Linked DNA regions of Capsicum annuum: region 1 is linked to region 2. The links are chromatin contacts, called in public Hi-C maps. All regions are on one chromosome and are shown on one strand. The core of a region is the stretch at or near the end of the contact, and the rest is flanking DNA. Distances in the headings are between cores, read along the strand shown.

Evidence for each region. Hi-C and Micro-C count contacts between places; a contact is called where the count stands out from the background.
Region 1: a contact with region 2 is called in a Hi-C map of leaf, with 1.9 times the contacts expected there. The contact joins the enhancer-like site here to the promoter of LOC107863651 in region 2. A contact is called at or near these places in 2 of 5 Hi-C or Micro-C datasets (leaf and placenta).

Annotation. Positions count from the first base shown.
Region 1 is chr3:97,750,390-97,754,478 of UCD10Xv1.1, reverse strand. No RefSeq gene overlaps it. Among protein-coding and RNA genes, the nearest start is that of LOC124896695, 57 kb to the right of the region's middle. Within about 2 kb of position 2,023, at least 2 of the 5 cell types and tissues checked have an H3K27ac peak or open chromatin away from gene starts, as enhancers often do. A contact at or near this core is called in leaf, where this site is marked.
Region 2 is chr3:97,683,541-97,687,650 of UCD10Xv1.1, reverse strand. LOC107863651 (protein PHOTOPERIOD-INDEPENDENT EARLY FLOWERING 1) reads left to right here and starts at 1,671. Exons shown (of 21, transcript XM_047408192.1): 1 at 1,671-1,834.

The DNA of each region.
Region 1 (4,089 bases), core at 774-3,273, 66 kb before region 2:
CGCACTTGTATTTGTATGTTATAGTTCACATTTGTATTTGTATTTTATAGTTTGCACTTGTATTTGTATCTTATAGTTTGCATTTATATTTGTATGTTATAGTTAGCATTTGTATTTATAGTTTGTACTTGTATTTGTATTTGTTAGTTCGCACAAATAAAAAGGAGAAAAATGAAAAGGAAAAAACAAGAGAAAAAATACAAAAAAAAAAAAGAAGGAGAGTAATAGAAAATAGAGAAAAAAATACAAAAAAGGAAGAAAAAAAATAACAAAGGAACAAAAAAGAGAATAATAGAAAATAGAAATACAGAGAAAATACATGAGAGATCATAAATTGTAATTAAGAATAAATACTAGGCAAAAGGGGGTTATGAATTATAATTAATTTAAATTTAGGCTAAATAGAGTAATTAGGAGTCTATGTTTGCCAAGATATGTAGTTACCCCTTAATTTAATAAGAACATCCCTAAAGTTAAAAGTCAATGTCAAGGTGCTATATCTCTTTTCTATTTCTACTAATATATAAGAGGGGGTTTGAGCAGCTTCGGCTTGTCCTCCTTGTCGACAATCTAGTCGTTTGTTTCGTAATTTTACTATATTATCTCTAATTACTTATTATATGTTATTTATATATTAAAAACTAATAATATTTTAGTAAAAAAATAAAATAGATATTTATTACAAGTTCGCTTCAACTGTTTCAACCGTAATTTTACTATATTGTCCTTAATTAATTATCATAAGTCATCTAAGTATTAAAAAATTAATAATATTTAATCATAAATTAACTTGAAGTCTTATAAGAGGCTCACTTATATTTTTTTCACAATTATTTTTTTATAGTAATTTCACTATATCACTTCTAATTAGTTATTGTAAGTCACTTAAGATACCTCTGTTTCGCTGCTTCAACCGTGATTTTACGATATCACTGATTAATTATTATGGTCATCTAACTATTGTGTCATAATAATTAAATAATTAAACTATTTAAAAAGTATAATTGACTATGAAAGCAACAAAATTTTGAACAAGAAGAGTAATATATATTATTTAAAAATTACATAAAAAATATTACATATTATAATAGTTAACAATTAAAATATCTAAAAGATATTTTTTTATATATTTCAAAAAATACATAAAATAATAATATAAATCACAATAATTAACAGCTTGAAAAAATTTAAAGATCAATCTGTCTGTTTTGGCACAACTTCATTTGTCCTTTCCCTTGCCTTCATTTTTCCATCCACTTTAATTTAATTGTCTTATTTCTTTTGATTTGTTATGTATTTCAAACATTCCTGTAAATCACAATAATTAATAACTTAAAAAATTTAGAAGGTATAAAATATTTGGCTGACTCTCAAAATTATATCAATATCAGTTAAATTAAAATAGAAAAAAAAGTATTATAAATCACAGTAATTAAAAACTTAAATTTTTTTTATAATATAATTGATTATTAATGCCTCAAAGTTTGGATAAAAAGAGTAACATATATTATTTGAAAATTACAAAAAAAATATTACAAACTATAATATTTTAACAGCTTACAATATCTAAAAAAATAATCTGTTATATATTTCAAAAAAATACATAAAAATTACTAATGATTACAATAATTAACAACTTAATAAAAAATAAAAAATATAAAATATTTGATTGACTCTCGAAATTATATTAATGTCACTTAAATTGAAATAGTTAAAATATAATTAACTATCAATAATACAAAATTTGAACAAAGAGTATAATATATATTATTTAAAAATTATATAAATACATATTATAAATTACAACAATCAACAACTTAAAATACTTAAAATATATCAAAATTATAATTAATTATCTAAATTATATTTGTGTCACATAAATTAAAATTAAAACATAACAGCACGGCCTTCGGCATCTACTAATAGGATTATAAAGGAAAGCTGTACAGGAAAGTGATGAGTTGATCAATGATTAATTCTATTTATTACTTACAATTTAAAAATAGGAGTTTCGCACTTGGCAAGGAAATGATGCCACCTAGTTTAAATACATTAGCTGCCACAATCTCATCCTCCCATGTGGCAATCTTATCCTCCCATGTGGCAATATTGCCACCATTATATCATTTTTATTTAATTCCTTGTATACTTGCATAAATTTGTAATAAAATAAATATAATTTTTTTGAATATGACATAATTTATAAAAAAATATTTTGAATAAAACTATATTATATAATAAAAAATTTTCAATATAACTAGACATGTATGTATATTGCATATTTCAGTAAGTGCTTTGTCTTATTTTTTGATAACTAATTTACTTTTTTGAAAGAAAATTCTTTTTATGTGTGCTTATCAATGCATTTAAGTGGTAAGATAATTCGTTTTCTCATTATAAATTTTATGTGGTTGCAAGTGAAAAATAATGCAAATGCATATTAGAATAAGAAAAACATATTCTTACTTAATTGGGGTGAAAATAATAAAACATTTCTTAAGAAGGTAGGAAATTCATCAAAACTCTCTTTTAATCATTATCATTATATTTCAATTCTTTTTATATGAAAATATCTCTTTGCTGATTTTCATTTTCCTTCTTTTAAGTAGTAGCTTATTTTTTTCTTATTTTTTAGTAAAAATTTTTGTACTGAATTTAATGCTTCTTTTAAACTCTTACGATATGACCTGAGATAAAGCGAAATATAATAAATGACGATTCTATTAAATAGGAATATATAAATAAATTAAAAAGGATAAAACCTCATTTTAGAATGACAAAAAATTTTATCAAGATATTATTATATCATTATTCAATTTTCTTTTAATTTAAGTTTCAGTTGATGTTGTATTTGTGTAGTAATTTATCATTATTTCACATTGTGAAATATTTCTAGACAGGAAAGGATAAAAAGTTCATTATTTCAAATTAAAATCTCAACTTCATTGAATGTGCAATAGAAATGAAATAAAATTGTTATTAGATAATTTTTTTAATTTATTGATAAGGAATATGCTATCCGTCATTAATAAATGTTAAATTATTAAATTTTATTTTCTTATATTTTATGAAAACATTCTTCATAATATAATTATAATAAGTTATAATTTTACGGCTACATAATAAATCTAAAATATATGTAAAATTGATCAGAGAAAATAATTATTTTTTTACGTCAAATAATAAATTTGTAAACACCACACAGAGCGCGATTAATTTCCTTAGTTAAAGATAAAGGACACCTTCATATATTATGCATATATATATTAACTAGTATACGTACCCATGTAACGCACAGATAATATTAAAAATTAGTTTTAATCGTTTTATATTGAAATGTCTCAATTGAGCACATTAAATCATATTATCTTTACAAAAAATTTAACGATCAGATTATTTTTCAATGAAATGTAAAAGGGAAAAAAATCTACTCCCACCCTGCCTCCATCTCTGCACCCCCCCCCCCCCCCCCCCCCCCCCCCCCCCCCCCCCCCCCCCCCCACCTCCCGCACCCCCCCCCCCCCCCCCCTCAATTTTTTTTAAAAAAATGAAAACTCCCCAACCACCACTAGGGGTGTGCAAAAATCGAACCGACTGATAAATTAAACCGATAAAAATACTATTGGATTATTGGTATTAGGTTATTGAGTTAACAATTTTTTATTGGTTTTCTAAAAAAATTTATTGGGTAAACGATTCGGTTTTGGTTTTAGCTTATTGGGTTATCGGTTAAACCGATAACCCAATAAAGATACGCTAAGTTATTATTTTACTCCTATATATATATATATACATACACACACATACACACACACACTACTTATTCACAATTCAGAGATTCACAAAGTATTAACCTATTCAGGGAAATAAAGGCACAATACAAAGCTCTGGCAGAGGCAAAGCTAGCCTATTAAAGAGGGGTTCGGACGAACCTCCTTCGACGGAAAATTATATTATTAATACATGGTTAAAATAATTTTTATTTATATATTCTAGATGTTGAACCCCCTTCGATGAGTTTTTCTTCAGATTTTAAACCCCCTAAGCAAAAATCCTTGCTCCGCCTTTGAGCTCTGGTATTGTCGTGTT
Region 2 (4,110 bases), core at 422-2,921:
AACGGCTATTAATGTAAATATTACATATGTCATAATTGAGATTCATTAAATATGACCATGTATATGTAATTATTTTTATAAAAGTGATTAATTGTGTTATTTTTCTGTTAGTAGGTAAATTTTAGTTGGGTGATTTTAATAGTTTGTAAAAGTGGGGGCATAAAATCATATTTTAAAAAGTTTTTTCAAAAGTAAAAAAAAAAATATTCAAAAAAGACATGCCAAACACGATTCCAACTCCGAAATTTTTTAGTTTTTATGGCCAAACGGCTACTATGTTTAATTAAATAAATTCTCCAAAAGATGTTGAATTTAATTATTGTATTCATCTTTATTATTTAAATAAATATCCTATTTAGTATAACGTTTGAACTCAATAAAGCGAGGTACACGCGCGAGACACATGCACCTAAACTAGTATATATTACTACTATTTAGAAACGCGAAGAAACAGGCACCTCTTCGTCGACGTGCCTGCTTCTTCGATGATTTTACTGTATTACCCTTAAATAATTATTATATGTTATTCACATATTTAAAAAATAATAATATTTGAAAGGTAAAATAGACAATTATGACATATCTACTTTAGCTGTTTCAATCGTAATTTTAATATATCACCCCTAGTTAATTATTATAAGTCATCTAGGTATTAAAAAATTAATAATATTTAATTAAAAAATAAAATAATAAATTAACTCTTGATGTTTTAAATTACTTGACATCTTAGATGAGGCCCACTTAAGTTTTTTCACAAATATTTTTTATAGCAATTTTGTTGTATCACTTCTAATTAGTTATTATGACTTATTTAATACATGTCTGATTCACCACATTGTGATATTTGGTTGGATCTTACGTATTAAAAAATTAATCATGTTTAATAGAAAAAGTAAATTAGTCATTTATGACATGTCTGTTTCAGCTGATTCAATCGTAATTTTATTATATCACACCTAATTAATTATTATAACTCATCCATGTATTAAAAATTTGATAATATTGAATAAAAAAGAAAAATAGACACAAATTAACTCTTGTTGTTTTAAATTAACTTGACATCTTATATGAGACTCACTTAAATTTTTTTACAAGTATTTTTTGTAGCAACTTTGCTATATCACTTCTAATTAATTATTATGATTCATATAAGACATGTCTGCTTCACTACTTCAATCGTGGTATATGATTGACTTTCAAAATTATCTCAGTGTTACTTAAATTAGAATAGAAGAAAAAGTATTATAAGTCAAAATAATTAAAAACTTAAACTATTTTAAAACTATAATTGACTATTAATGCCACAAATTTTTTGACAATTAGAGTATTATAAATTTCAATAGTTAACAACTTAAAATAATAAATTGTAATATCAAAAAAATATTATAAATTATAATAATTAACAACTTAATTATATAAAAATTTATTAAAAATATAATTAATTATCTAAATTTTATTTATATCATATAAATTAAGATAAAAAAATAATATACGTTGACACATGCCGGTGAACATCTAGTAGATAGTTAGATAGAAATAACATAACAATAATACATAGTACAATACAATATACAGAACAGTCTCGTTACTTTGGGGTTTGGGCAAGGGAGTGGGGGAGTCCAGCTATAAACTTATTCAAATGACACTTGTGTCCAACATATAAATAGGCAAAAGGGGTAAATCTGGTTTCAGCACAATTCCGAACTTTCCCTTTAATCAAAGCTTCGTCGCGAAATTTTCTCGCTCCGCCGCTGCCATTGCCACCGAGGTTGTTTTCCGCCGGCGCTCTTCGCTCAGCCTTTTATCCGGATATTTGCTACTCTTTTCTACAAAGGTTAGTGGCGAAACTTCGTTACCTCTTCTCCCATAGCCCTTTGCTTCCCGTCCGCTGAGAACTCTTTTTTTTTTACTTTTTAAAAATTTACACTTTGCATGTGTATGTTGGATTCGATTTTTTTTCCTTTTCTGCGACTATCCTCTTTTTTGTTTGGGAGCTTTTATCTTGCATTCGAACTCCTTTTTTGTATGGGAGGTCAAAGAAGAAAGTGAAAGATCTTTCTGCTTTCAGTTTCAAGAAAGGTAGTACTTTTTTTTTGTGAAATACTTGATCTGTGTTGTGAAAAAGGGTAGTGGCTAAAGGTCATGGAGAGTAAACTATTAGCTGTCACAAGTTTCTGGCCCTCGTTTTTTGTTTTTTCTGACAATGATGGTGTCTTGGAAGCTTGATCGCACCTCTACTAATCCATTTCTTGCGTGCTACCACATGTACGCGCTAGTCTTCAGTGCATAAGCACATTAGAGGAATTAACCTAGTGTAATCTCAAAACTTGATTTTCAAGTTGCCATCCCAACTCTTTAACCACTAGGTCTTCCCCTTAGAGTTAGTGCCTCTCCTTTTTTAAATGCCGCTTTTGAACACAGTGGACTACATAGCATCTTGCACCATCCTGAGATAGGGTTTCCCTGCATTGAATCTTCCCAGGAATTAGGATTTCTTTTGTGCATGTATGATCCTGGAGTACCATAAGAAAGCTCCCACACCCTGTAGGAGAAATTAGAGTATTGGGTCGTTATGTAAATTGCATTGATCTCAAGATGACGAAGATTCACCCCATTCAAGAAAAGGAATAATGGATGAGGTTTGAGATGAGGATGTCATCCCCTCCTCATTATGAAGAAGGCTTTTGTTCTTTTACACCGAGGCAGCATGTAGGACAAAGGTCTAATCTTCTTAAAAATTGGATAATGCGCCCGCCCCTCTACCCTTAAAAAAGGGCAGCCTGGTGCACTAAAGCTACCGCCATGCGCGGTGTTCGGGGAAGGGCCTCACCACAAGGGTGTATTGTAAGCAGATTTACCTTGCATTTCTGCCAGAGGCTGTTTCCAAGGCTTGAACCAGTGATTTCTTGGTCACATGGCAACAACTTTATCAGTTACTCCAAGGCTCTCCTTCCCCGCCCCTCTACCCTTCTCCACTCAAATATCAGTCTTTTGTCTATAACCGAACAGGGTATAAACCCGTGATATGCGCCTAACTAGTGGACATTCAGCTTAATGGAACAAATCTTTTAACCAGTAAAAATCTATGATATTACGGACCAGTAACCATCTTTGTTGTTGACATAAACCAGAAATTCCTCTCCTTAATAGGCACATGCCTAATAATACAACCTAGGAACAATGAACACATATTTCTAAGTCAAGTTGGAAAGTTCCTCTGAACCTTTTTTAAAGGCTTGTAGACCCTGTACTTTTTCTTTGGTTGTTTTGTTTTGATAAGGTACAAATTTGCAATCCCTTAGGCGTAGGTTTTGGAGGAGTGCCCATTTTATATTTACCTTTGGGTGGTCAAAGCATCTCGCATAATTTGTCATTTGAGGTCTCCTTTCTAATTGCAAACTAGAGGCTGTTCTTTGTTTTGTGTTTATTTTAAGTGCATGTGGCTGTAATTTGCTTATCATTTATGAACTGAAATGGCATAATGGCCATTGGATTTTTATTATCATCACACTAATTGCTATCTTATTTGCTTTTTGTTGTTTTGGCAGTTAGACATTTATTTTTTCTTTGCATTGGGTACAATTTTTACCAAGAAAAAAGTAAGTTTAATATTTAAACCGACCTTCCTATTTTTTAGATTTTAACCAGTGAAAAATACTGGTTCTTCACTAAATACAAATTTTACCAAGAAATAAGTAAATTTAATTTTTAAACACATTCTCCTATTTTTGATATGTTAACCGATAAAAAATACTGGTTCTTCACAAGGTCCATGAGTGAATATGCGTAGTTCTATAGCAAGCCCCCTTACTCCCTCCATTCAATTTCAGGTTACGGTGGTTTAGTGGAAAAGTAGAAATGTAGGTTAAGATTTGAATTGACCTATATAATGCGCTAGTTTTAGTAAAATAAAATATTAAAGTAAGGCTCAAAAACTAAAGATATGAAAGTTCAAAATTTAGTAAATTTGAAATCTTGAAAGTTATGAGAGCTATATAGAATAATATTAAGTGAATGGTGTCAATTTTTTTGTGAAGGTAACTGTTGTATGTATTTAGCACAAATCAGTACATGGGTCCATGTACTGAAACCATATATACAAGTGTGCAA